Regions from separate parts of the Drosophila melanogaster genome. Here region 1 is linked to region 2. Evidence: chromatin contacts called from public targeted proximity ligation data. All regions are on one chromosome and are shown on one strand. The core of a region is the stretch at or near the end of the contact, and the rest is flanking DNA. Distances in the headings are between cores, read along the strand shown.

Evidence for each region.
Region 1: a contact with region 2 is called in a targeted proximity ligation map of the S2 cell line, with 7 times the contacts expected there. A contact is called at or near these places in 23 of 107 Hi-C or Micro-C datasets (the Clone 8 cell line, the Kc167 cell line, the ML-DmBG3-c2 cell line and 10 more) and 2 of 7 datasets of targeted methods (both in the S2 cell line).

The regions. Positions count from the first base shown.
Region 1 is chr3L:1,460,238-1,465,766 of dm6, reverse strand. lncRNA:CR44842 (long non-coding RNA:CR44842) reads left to right here and starts at 2,966. Exons shown (of 2, transcript NR_124753.1): 1 at 2,966-3,379; 2 at 3,496-5,064. The region is part of intron 3 of Ptp61F (Protein tyrosine phosphatase 61F); the gene reads left to right. rho (rhomboid) reads right to left here and starts at 1,956. Exons shown (of 4, transcript NM_001274326.1): 1 at 1,637-1,956; 2 at 1-301. The coding sequence starts at 280.
Region 2 is chr3L:1,395,953-1,401,063 of dm6, reverse strand. CG32320 reads right to left here and starts at 2,478. Exons shown (of 9, transcript NM_001104002.3): 1 at 2,009-2,478; 2 at 1,648-1,958; 3 at 1,335-1,595; 4 at 902-1,278; 5 at 681-849; 6 at 329-631; 7 at 40-265. The coding sequence starts at 2,460. All of the region lies in intron 3 of Ptp61F (Protein tyrosine phosphatase 61F), which reads left to right. tRNA:Glu-CTC-3-4 (transfer RNA:Glutamic acid-CTC 3-4) reads right to left here and starts at 3,369; the gene lies at 3,298-3,369. It overlaps tRNA:Glu-CTC-3-5 (transfer RNA:Glutamic acid-CTC 3-5), which reads right to left and starts at 3,132; the gene lies at 3,061-3,132. It also overlaps tRNA:Glu-CTC-3-6 and tRNA:Glu-CTC-3-7.

The DNA.
Region 1 (5,529 bases), core at 1,717-4,216, 64 kb before region 2:
TCAGCAGGCCGATATCCTCCGACTCCGGAAGTGGCGTGGCCGGGATGGCCTCGCGTTGCATGTAGATGTGCTCGCCTTGGCGGGTGCAGCAGGTGCTGCTCGCCGTGCTGCAATCGGTGTCGTACGACGAGGAGTTGGAGGAACTGGAGCACGCGGCGGGAATGTCAATGATGGTCTCCTTGGCGGCGGTGGCATGCTCCTCCTCCTGCGACGCCTCCTTCTCCTTCTCCTGGCCCAAATCCACCTTGGTTTCGTTTACATTCTGCGTTAAGTTCTCCATGCTGGCGCCGTTGAAGAAATTCTGGAGAAAGAGAGGAGCGCATAAAGTGTGTAATTAATTAACTTGAACCGAACAATAAACAAAAATCAATTAAGTGCATAAGTTATTCATAAAACGCAGCACAAAACAAGAGCAATTACAACACTTCAGAAAAACCAGAGTGTGTGGGGAAATGCAGCAGAAATAAAAGAAAAGCGAAGGAAAAGCCTGCTTCTTTGTGGGTAAGAATTTTGTTTATGGCCTGGGACACGGATTCCGATGCCTGCAACTTCCTGGCTGCTTTTCCCCGAAGGGAAAACTGGGTCAGCTTGTGTGAGCTAACCATAAAATTTGATGGGCCAAGTTTGCTTTTGTGGCCCGAAATTAGCTGGACAAAATTGAAGATGTAGCTTGTGTAGCATCTACGCCGTTACATAAACTGCACTTTCAGCCCTGAAATCATCTTCGCTAATGGCCAACTAATCAGCTAATGGCCAGGCATTATTGTAATTCATTGCCCAGAGACATTTCCTCACAAATTATGTTAATCGCATTCGATTCAATTACAGTCACAGCACAAATCTTCTTAAATTCCCCAAACAACTGTTCGTCGCAACAAGGAAAAAAAATAACAAATTCATTGCCTTGCTCAACAAAAAAAAAAAAAATAAACTTAAAAAAACGCGTTTCTCCCACTCACACTCATTGTGTTCGCATATGCCCCCTCTCTCTCTTTCGCCTCAAGTCGCATTGCACACACGCACCGTTGTTGCTTTTGTGTCTGCTACCTACACTGCTCGAAAAAGTGAGTGGGTGCCGTGCCTTGGCTGGCGCTCTTTTCATGTTCTTCATTTCGGTTGCCTAGCAATTTCAATAAGGCACGAAATCGCAGTCGGCCGCTTATTAATTAATTTATTTATTAACTTTAATTGCAGACTGCACCGAATGTCCATGCGAGCATGAAGAAGAGATGTCGAAAGCGGGCTTTAAGACATAATGAATTAATTCATTCGGCCTTCTTTTCATCATTTCTTTCTTCTCATTTTTTTTTTTTGTCTGTTTGGTCAGAAACATAGTTTCACATGGCCCGCGGTGTAATTTGCATTTTTTATGCTTTCTGCTGCACTCGCACCCCTAAAAAAAAAAACGGGCAAAGGGTGCGAGCGAGAGAGATAGAGCGAGCGGGCACACAGGTTGAACAAACTCATTACGCCTCTAAGTTGAAATGCTTTTGTTTTGCCGCTGTGACAATTTCTATTGCAATTTGCACATTTCTTGCATATCCCTTGTGGCTTGTAGCTTGTATCTCGCAACTCATATTTTGTATCTTGTATCTTTTAGCTCTCGCGCATTTTCTCATTAGGGTCGGGGGCTTACCTTAGGTTTTTCTGCCTGTCGCAATGTTTATAATCCAAAATGCGTGGGTTTCTTGTAATCCAAATGTCTTTAGTTAGCTGGCATATTCGCACGTTTTTCACTCGCTTTTTTCGGCTCGCACATTGGTAACTTAGTTTTGCTGCTCGTAAATCCAGGAGCTTGTATTCAGATATTCTTGAGATATATATTCTCTGCTTGCACCCACACACACGACAATTTGAATATTTCTTTCTTTCAGTTTCAATTTCAGTTTCGAGTCGCAGTCCGACTTTCTCAGTTTGATGATCTCGCGCTCGCGGCTCGCACGCAACTGACTTTCGAAAGGCAAGGCAGCCGGCCTTTATAAGTGCTCGCTGTGCGGTGCAGTATAAGAGAGCCACTTCGAACATGTTGTGTTTTGGTTCGGCCGTATAAGTGTTGCATGGCACATCCGGATCTTGTCTTGTGTGGGTGGGTGGGGTGTGCGCACTGCAGTCACTCGACTGCTGCAGCTCGAGGCGAGCGGTTCGAAGGTTTTTCGTCGCTGGTTATTCACTGGTTTCCCCCATCTGCCGCCTTGCCACATAACGGTGAATGACTCATCCAGACGGGCCAGCACTTCTTGCCAATGCCACTGACTAACAAATGCGTCGTCTTCTGTCTTCTGTCTTCTCGCCGATCTCCAGCGATCTGCGCTTTGTCATGGCCTACTACGCAGATCTGAGCTCTAATCTCTGCAATGTTGCGAAATTCTAGCAAGGCCTTTGCGTTTAATTGCCTTTCAGCAAAACCGACTTTTATCTCATTTTATATTATTACTAGTAATATATATTAACGTACTAGAAGAGGTTTAAGCTCATTTTAGTTGTATTTGTAAAGGTACCAAGTCCATTGTTTTGCTGAGTTTCCCGTCGATGCCTTTAAACAAAGACAAGAAAGTCAAACAAATTGTTAACACAATTAAAGATGATGAAATCGGTAGTAGCAGTCGCTTTTTCTTTAGCTCCGCACTTTCGAATAGTTTCCAGAAATAACTTCAATGTCACAATTGCTCACAATGGTAATGTAAATTAGTTTCTAAACTAAAAAAACTAGCAAAACTATTTGCTTGCTTAGAAATAGTTTTAAAATTCCTCTATTGATACGTAACCGTTCAATAGCTAAAACATTGCTTCTATAATTCTGTTGTTTTTAAGGGAACGTGCCACTGCAAGTGGCCAAAAATGCAAATAAAGTATATCGGCTCAGCAATGCAGAACATGTCATGGAATCGAATTCGAAACCGAGCCCCGTCCTGATTCCCCTTGATTCCCCGATTCCCCGTAGAAGATCATCATTGTCAGGGGTTTCGAATTTCACACCTTTTCCAGCGAGAGCTCCCTCGGAGGCGTTGAGCGAGCAGATAGAAATCGGTAGCAAAAATAAATATTTATACAAATTATTAGGCAGCCTGAGCCGTTGCAGTCACGAGTTCGCGGGAAAGGTCACCACGGCATGTTGCACAAAAGGAGTAGCTTTCGGCTTCCTGGCCGAAAGGATCGAGACGACGTGGTTACGTGTTTTGCATGATAAGCTGGGAATTTACACAGATCTAATAGATAGATATACCCATCCTGGCCAGTCATCCTCATCGGCGGCATGAAAACTCCCGCATGAAAAGTGAAAATATTTTCACTGGGCGCAAAAGAGAGGCGAAACAGATTCAGAGTCCTCGTCCTCGTCCACTGAGATTTATGATGACTTTTTAACATGTGCGTGCAACAGGTAAGCAGATACGAAAACACAGTTGCTGCACTACATGCCCATGACCAGGCACGTCATCAGCTCGGAGTTTCTCAGCTCATCTTCATCGTAAATCCTTTTTTCCCACGTTCCCTCAGGTCGAGTTCCTCCATCCTCCATTGCTGCGTTTTCATTGTGCCAGACACGCATTGCCAGCACTCCACGGACATGGACCCACTGGCACTGGCAAGGTCAGCCACCGTACCAAAGCAATCTCAGCCACCCAAAACACTCGAGCTCGAATTCAGGTAACCGAGTGGGCGTGGGTAGGACGTGGGCTTTTCCCACGCAGGACAGGACGTTGATTCCTGGCCCGTCGCCCGGGAATTTCCCCCAAAACATGTGCTCAACATATGCGAGTGCCTCATGGCATCGCGAATCAGGAAATTCCGCCCGCCACTTGCGCTTCCCGCCGCACAGCAAGGTGTCCTTTTTCCGCTTCCCAGAGTTTCGTTTCGCGACTTTTTGTTGCAGCCGCACTTGTCTTCCGCAAGTTGCGCCAAATGTTTCGCGATGTGTGTTTTTCCCACCGCATGTTTTCCCATTTTTCCATCCTGCCCAAGGATCTTAGCACTAATCATCCGACAGGGGCGCGTCTTTCAAGCAGCTTCTGAGAAGGCAGATGCAAATGGGATCGTGCGATCTGGATGATGCCCTGAGTCCTGAAAGCGACTCACTTAACTGACTCCGCAGCAAAAAGGGGAATTAAAATTCGTATCAAACTGTTGTTTTAATCATTTTGATTTTGAGCAGAGGAAAAGCTTGCGAAATAGAATATAACGACAACTTCTTGAACAAATTTGCAAACAAACAAATAACAATGGAAATGCCAGAAGTGACGGGCGTTGAAGATACCAAAGGGGCGAAATACAAACTTGACGGGCCAATTGCAAATGGCAATGGGAGTGGAATTGAAAAATTGATTGAGAATGAAGGCCAATAATAATGGAGTAAGTAATGAGACTGTCCACAACAGTCGAAGGAATCGTGGGAGTTGTGTCTCCCTTCGCATAAAAGGAGCAAAGAGTCCTGGCCAAGAAGCCAGGGAATGCTCGAAATTTATCTATTGGATTAAGGTCTCTTTTGTGGACGTCATTATGGCCAATGCTAAAGACAAATTGGAAATTTATTGTTATGAACAGCGTTGGTGGACGGAAGGAAGGAAGGAAGGAAGGGAGGGAGCGTAGCAAGGATAACAGACCAGCGAATATGCATAATAAAAATGTCAATCAATGAACTGCAACGAACCGAACGGAGTCCACCGCTTGGGTCAGTGGTGCTGCCACGATAATTGAACATAAACATTGCATTCAAGTAGCAATTGTTCAAATTATTGTGCATCCCAAATCCCAAAACCGAATCGAGAAGCCCAGAAACCAAAACGAACGCAGGACAACGGCATTGGGTTTGCGGTCAGTGCAGCAGCAGGACTGAAAATAAGCAGTTTTGTCCAAAAAAGGACATTTGTATGTATGCCGAAGACCGCTCGGAATTTGGAATGGTTCCCAGGACATGTCGACACTGGCATTTCTGGCAGCCAAAAGGAGACACCAGTGCAAACACAAATGTTGATGCCCGCATTTCGCCCAGACGCTGAGACAAAGCGGAAGGCTGGTCAGGGAGCTGGGCAAACAGTGTTTCCAATGGCCAAATCCAAATTGGCTCTGACTCTGGAGTAAGTCATCAGAATGAATAAATAAATAGAGCTTGGTGCGTTGCGGATAAGAAAATCAGATAATGGCATGGGTACATGGGAAAAAACAATTTAAATAGCGATCTGTAAAGTGATAGGATACTTTGTTAATACTTTTGCTGACACGCAAATTGAGATTTCAAATTGGCATGATCAACCGAGTTGGTTGATTAACAAACTAACCAACTCAAAACCTTCACATATAAATCACATCGTCCACACTTAAGTTGCGTCGCATTCGCATTTAATTTGAGTATTCAGCAGAACTCCTAAATTGGCAAGCGCCGCAGTTAAAAAAAAAAGGGAATAAGGGGGAATAAAAACCACATTCGGTTGGACTCTTAATTTTCTTCTCACCAGCCATGTTAAAAAAAAAAAACCCCACTCACAATCGAGGAGCACTTGACCACTGGACCACGCTCGCGAAACTCGTGGCGCT
Region 2 (5,111 bases), core at 1,229-3,728:
ATAATTAGAGTACATTATTAAAAAGATTCATCTACTCACTTGTTCAATGGTTTATTGCACAGGGTACAACATCGACCAATAAAAGATACTGTAAAACAACTGAGGCACCTGCAATGTGGGTTATGTTTAAATCTATTCAAATATAAGGTTAGAGCATACCAGTTTAGTCGAGAATTAAACCACGTGGCGCATGACTTAAATTCCTGGGTGCTTTCAAAGGCGTTTAATAGACGTGCTTCCATACATCTGGCTTTAAAAAAATGTTCTAGAAAACAATTTTCAATACATGTACATGTTTGACATGAATGTTTTTCTGAAAATGTCTCACTTCTATTTATTAATATGGTATCGTGCAAATCGTGAGATCTGCGCCTTGATTCCTCTGGATAAAAGTACATCATAACACGGTGTCTTTGTCGGAGGCCGTATGGCTCCCAAAAAACCAGGAACCAGGCCAGCAAATATAGCAATAAGATCCACACATATCGGAGGTATTTTGGATACCCTGGGATCGGTAGACACCTTTGAGTATTCATCTTGAAAGTTCTTGGCTCAAATGCCTGAACCAGATCTCGTAGCATATCGCCAATTTTACCTCCGCCGTTAATAACAATTTTCGTATAAGAAGGAGCTGGAATGTACAAATTTAAAGTAAATATTTATCTGAGATTAAATCTTACGTTTAACATCTTCAATCATATGTCCGTGATAGGACATTAAAGTTAGCAAACTATAAAGACTGTAATCCACAAAGCAGATGCATAAAAGCTGTATACCTGTGATCACCAAAAACATCGCTGAACGATATATAGTATCGAATTCTTTGGCCAGAAGTCTCATTGAGCTTATCTAAAGATCTAAATAGTAGATGTATGTTTGTTAAGCTAAATTCAAAACTTACCTTCACAAATTTGTTATCTTCGCAATTGCTTAAGGGCAGGACTCTTAAACCCATGATCTGATAGTACTGGTCATCGTAGTCCTCGAAGGCCTCTGTTATATAGAAGTTTTCAAAGTCGTTATCGGTTAGGTAGCGAAACCAAAAGCAAAGAGATTTATAAATAATGGTGAGCAGCAGTATAAAGATAATCAAATTGAGCCATAGGTACACGAAATGTAACTTGTGTCTCTGTGCCTCAAATTCCTCTTTTACATCCTGTTCGTCTATTTGGTCTATGTTAGAGGAAAATGCACCTGTTGAATTAAACTTCAAGCTGTGATCAAAACTAATGGTGGTTATGAAAATAAAACGTATTTTTACAAAGCATAACTGCAAACCTATGATAAATTTAAAGCTGTAATTAAGCTAAAACATTAAAGTATCTTTAACGCACGTTGAAATATATCCTTTATGACCATCTGGGACCATTGAATATTATCATCGAAAAAAGTTGTATACGTCTTGAGACTATTACAGAACCAAAGAAATAGTTCAAGTTTACAGCACTCTTTTTGCCCTTCGCCGAATTCACGCTTGCAATGCGCAATACTCAAGTTACCAGCCTTCAAACAGCGATTATAGGGAGAACCCATCTTGTAGTCATAGTGATCCTTCTGTAAGAATAACCAATCGGTGCAGGTCTTAAAAGTTGCATCTGCGGATGACAAGTTACCTTAAACGAGCTAACAAAACTATTCATTACAAACGTATTTGAGCAATGGGTCTCTCCAGATTTAGCAAAAGTTTGTCCAATTTATTCATGAGCCGGGAAACTTCGGCCAAAGTTGTCTTGAATGCCTCCTCCACTGAATGTGAAGGATCATTTATAATTCGTTGCATAAGCATTAGAGCCTGGATGAGTACGTTTTGTTCACAGGTGAGAGTGTTGGCCAAAATACACGTGTTGTGGATTATATTTTTTACAGGCCCCGAAAATGCCAACAAGAAACATAATGCAATAACCGCTATCCGAAACTGATTGCTTGATAAGCTTGATAGGCATAACACTGCAATGCACCTGTTAAAGGAGTAATAAAAAGTTTAAAGTTCTTTCCAAATCCAACACACCTTGCTGGACGTCGTCGAACCAATATAATAAGTAGAAAGGAAAGCAAAACGATGAAAATCCATTTTCCATTCAGATCTTTGCAAGCCTCTTGGGGATTCCTATAGTACCATATTAGTACCATTAGTAGTCCGACAATGTATCCTCCGATAACGTAAAGCAATGCGTTGCATCGACATTCTGTAGGTGATTTTTGGCATCGATCTTCAGGGTCGTCTTCTGGCTCAGGATCCTCGGGATCTCTCGACGAGTTTAGCGGATAGATGGGCGCATCTCCTTCACTGATGGAATCCCGGTATTTCCCATGCTCGGTCCGGTCCAGATCAAAGTTGCGATGATTTTTGTACAAGTAGCTAATACGTTTTCCAGTGAAATTATCCGTCTCTTCCTCCGAGCTTACTATTGCATTCTTTCGCCTGTACGTATGATCCCATACCTTATTTTTGTCATCCATAATCAATTTAACAAATTTTATTTATTTTACGAAAAAGTATGAGACAGATAAGTCATAGAGATTATATTTTGTACAACATTGAATTTTTAAAATAATTTCGAAAAAGAAAAAACAATTCAACCACATTTCCCATACCGGGAATTGAACCCGGGCCTTCCGGGTGAGAGCCGGATATCCTAACCACTAGACAATATGGGATATGACATTCTTGCATTCAGTGTTGGTTAACGATAATTGATAATTAAAAAATTACAAATTTTCATCAAGAATAAAGCTTTACCTTTTTGTTCTTGATCTACAAATAGACCAATAAATAAATATAATTAAAGTGAAAATTTCTAAAAAGAAGATTTCTTTACCATATTCCCATACCGGGAATTGAACCCGGGCCTTCCGGGTGAGAGCCGGATATCCTAACCACTAGACAATATGGGATATGACATTCTTGCATTCAGTGTTGGTTAACGATAATTGATAATTAAAAAATTACAAATTTTCATCAAGAATAAAGCTTTACCTTTTTGTTCTTGATCTACAAATAGACCAATAAATAAATATAATTAAAGTGAAAATTTCTAAAAAGAAGATTTCTTTACCATATTCCCATACCGGGAATTGAACCCGGGCCTTCCGGGTGAGAGCCGGATATCCTAACCACTAGACAATATGGGATATGACATTCTTGCATTCAGTGTTGGTTAACGATAATTGATAATTAAAAAATTACAAATTTTCATCAAGAATAAAGCTTTACCTTTTTGTTCTTGATCTACAAATAGACCAATAAATAAATATAATTAAAGTGAAAATTTCTAAAAAGAATATTTCTTCACCATATTCCCATACCGGGAATTGAACCCGGGCCTTCCGGGTGAGAGCCGGATATCCTAACCACTAGACAATATGGGATGTGATAGCAGATCGACAGAATTCCCTTCGAATGTTTCTCGAGAACCCAAGGAATTCGTTCATCCTGGTTGCTGTTCTTCTTCATCATTCTTGACCGATGTCAGCAATGAATACTAAATTACTAAAGCACCCACGCAGCTTTTCAGATTTACTGTGATGAGAGGTCAACTTCATGTAACCCTTTTTCCGAATTAATTAAAAACCATTCAACACTCGGCACACTGGCAGTTGCATTCGCCGATGCCCACGACCCGACGGACTCCAGTGGCTGCGAATGAGGCACATAATCATCAATTATTCGCGCAATTACCGCAAACAAATAAATATTCTTAATTTATTATGTTTTCGAATCGGGTTTGGCCGCCCACAATGGCAACAGGCGGCGAATGCAGACGAAAAATTGCTACGAAAAAATATTAAAAATAAATTCCCAACCCGAAACAACAAACATACAAATTTTGGGTGGAACTGAGCGTTGGTGAAGGGGGATTATCGGGGGCAATGGGCTCTTTTGTTAGAAACTGCGGTATTGAGATTGATGTCCATAAATTAATTCCTCGCCGTTGCGTCCCTTCAGCTCCATTGTGTCTTTTTAGTCAGTCTGGCTGTCGTGCGATAAATTTCATAGATGCATTTGGTAATTTCAATTTGTTTTAATGTGTCGCCTCTATTCTATTCTGTTCGTTTTGTTCTATATATAAATATAAAGCACATATAGCACATATAATTTGAGGTTTATTGGCCGTGCCGTGGCTTTCCTTGCTATTTTCGTCTGGCCTCGTGGGATGTGGGATGTTCTGAGGCATCAGCCGCATCGCAGCAATTGGCGCTGCTTATCAGCTGTAGGATAGATATATAGGATATAGGATGAGGATAGAATAGAATAGAATAGAATAGAATAGAATAATAGAATATTGAAGTTGTCCCAGGGCGGAAATGTATTGGGTGCACTTCTTGAAAGATCTGTCGCGGCTCATCCGCATGCACTGTGAAAAAAAACTTATGAGCCTTAGTTGAAAAGCTCTACGAAGTGACACGAATTTCCTAGAGTATAGAACATTTAGTGCAACTTCTGCTGTTGATTTTCCCGAGTGCTGATCCAATGGGATAGCCTTTAGGCTTAGCACTATAAATCAATTTCCGCCTTTAGCTTGTCGATGGTGCTGGGCAAACATTTCCTGAATTTCCACCCGGGGATTTTGGGAGCTTAAGCCCCGTGGCGCCACTGCTCGCTGGAAGGGATTAGTGGAGCACGGGGCATTTCATCATAATTAATAAACTGTCGTTGGTCATATGTATTTGTTGCTATCTGTTCGTGATGTGTGTGTGATATGTCGTGCTTTATTTCCACATAAATTCAGGGCTTCCACATGTAGCAGTCGTAAAATAGCGTTATTTCGGTTCTCTCATCACCTGAACCCGCCGGTAATCGCCGTTTAGAGTCGGATTCCACTTCCTCTCCACTTGGGTGTCCCCGAAATTTGTCGCGCGATGAGGGAAATTTCGTTTGAATGGTTTCCGCAATGAAGCGACACAAGTGACAGCCATGCCATAGTTATTGCTCTTGGACTTGCTGCGTTTTCGGGGAAATGCGGCCCATAAAGTGCGGGAAAATCATAGCCAGAGCTGCAATGTTGCCCAATCTTTTCACGTTTCAAGAACTTCCTCACAGTCACAGTCCATCTTGTAAGTTCATTTCTTTTCATTAGCCGCCCGCACTGCTGGCCATCTACGGAGCGACC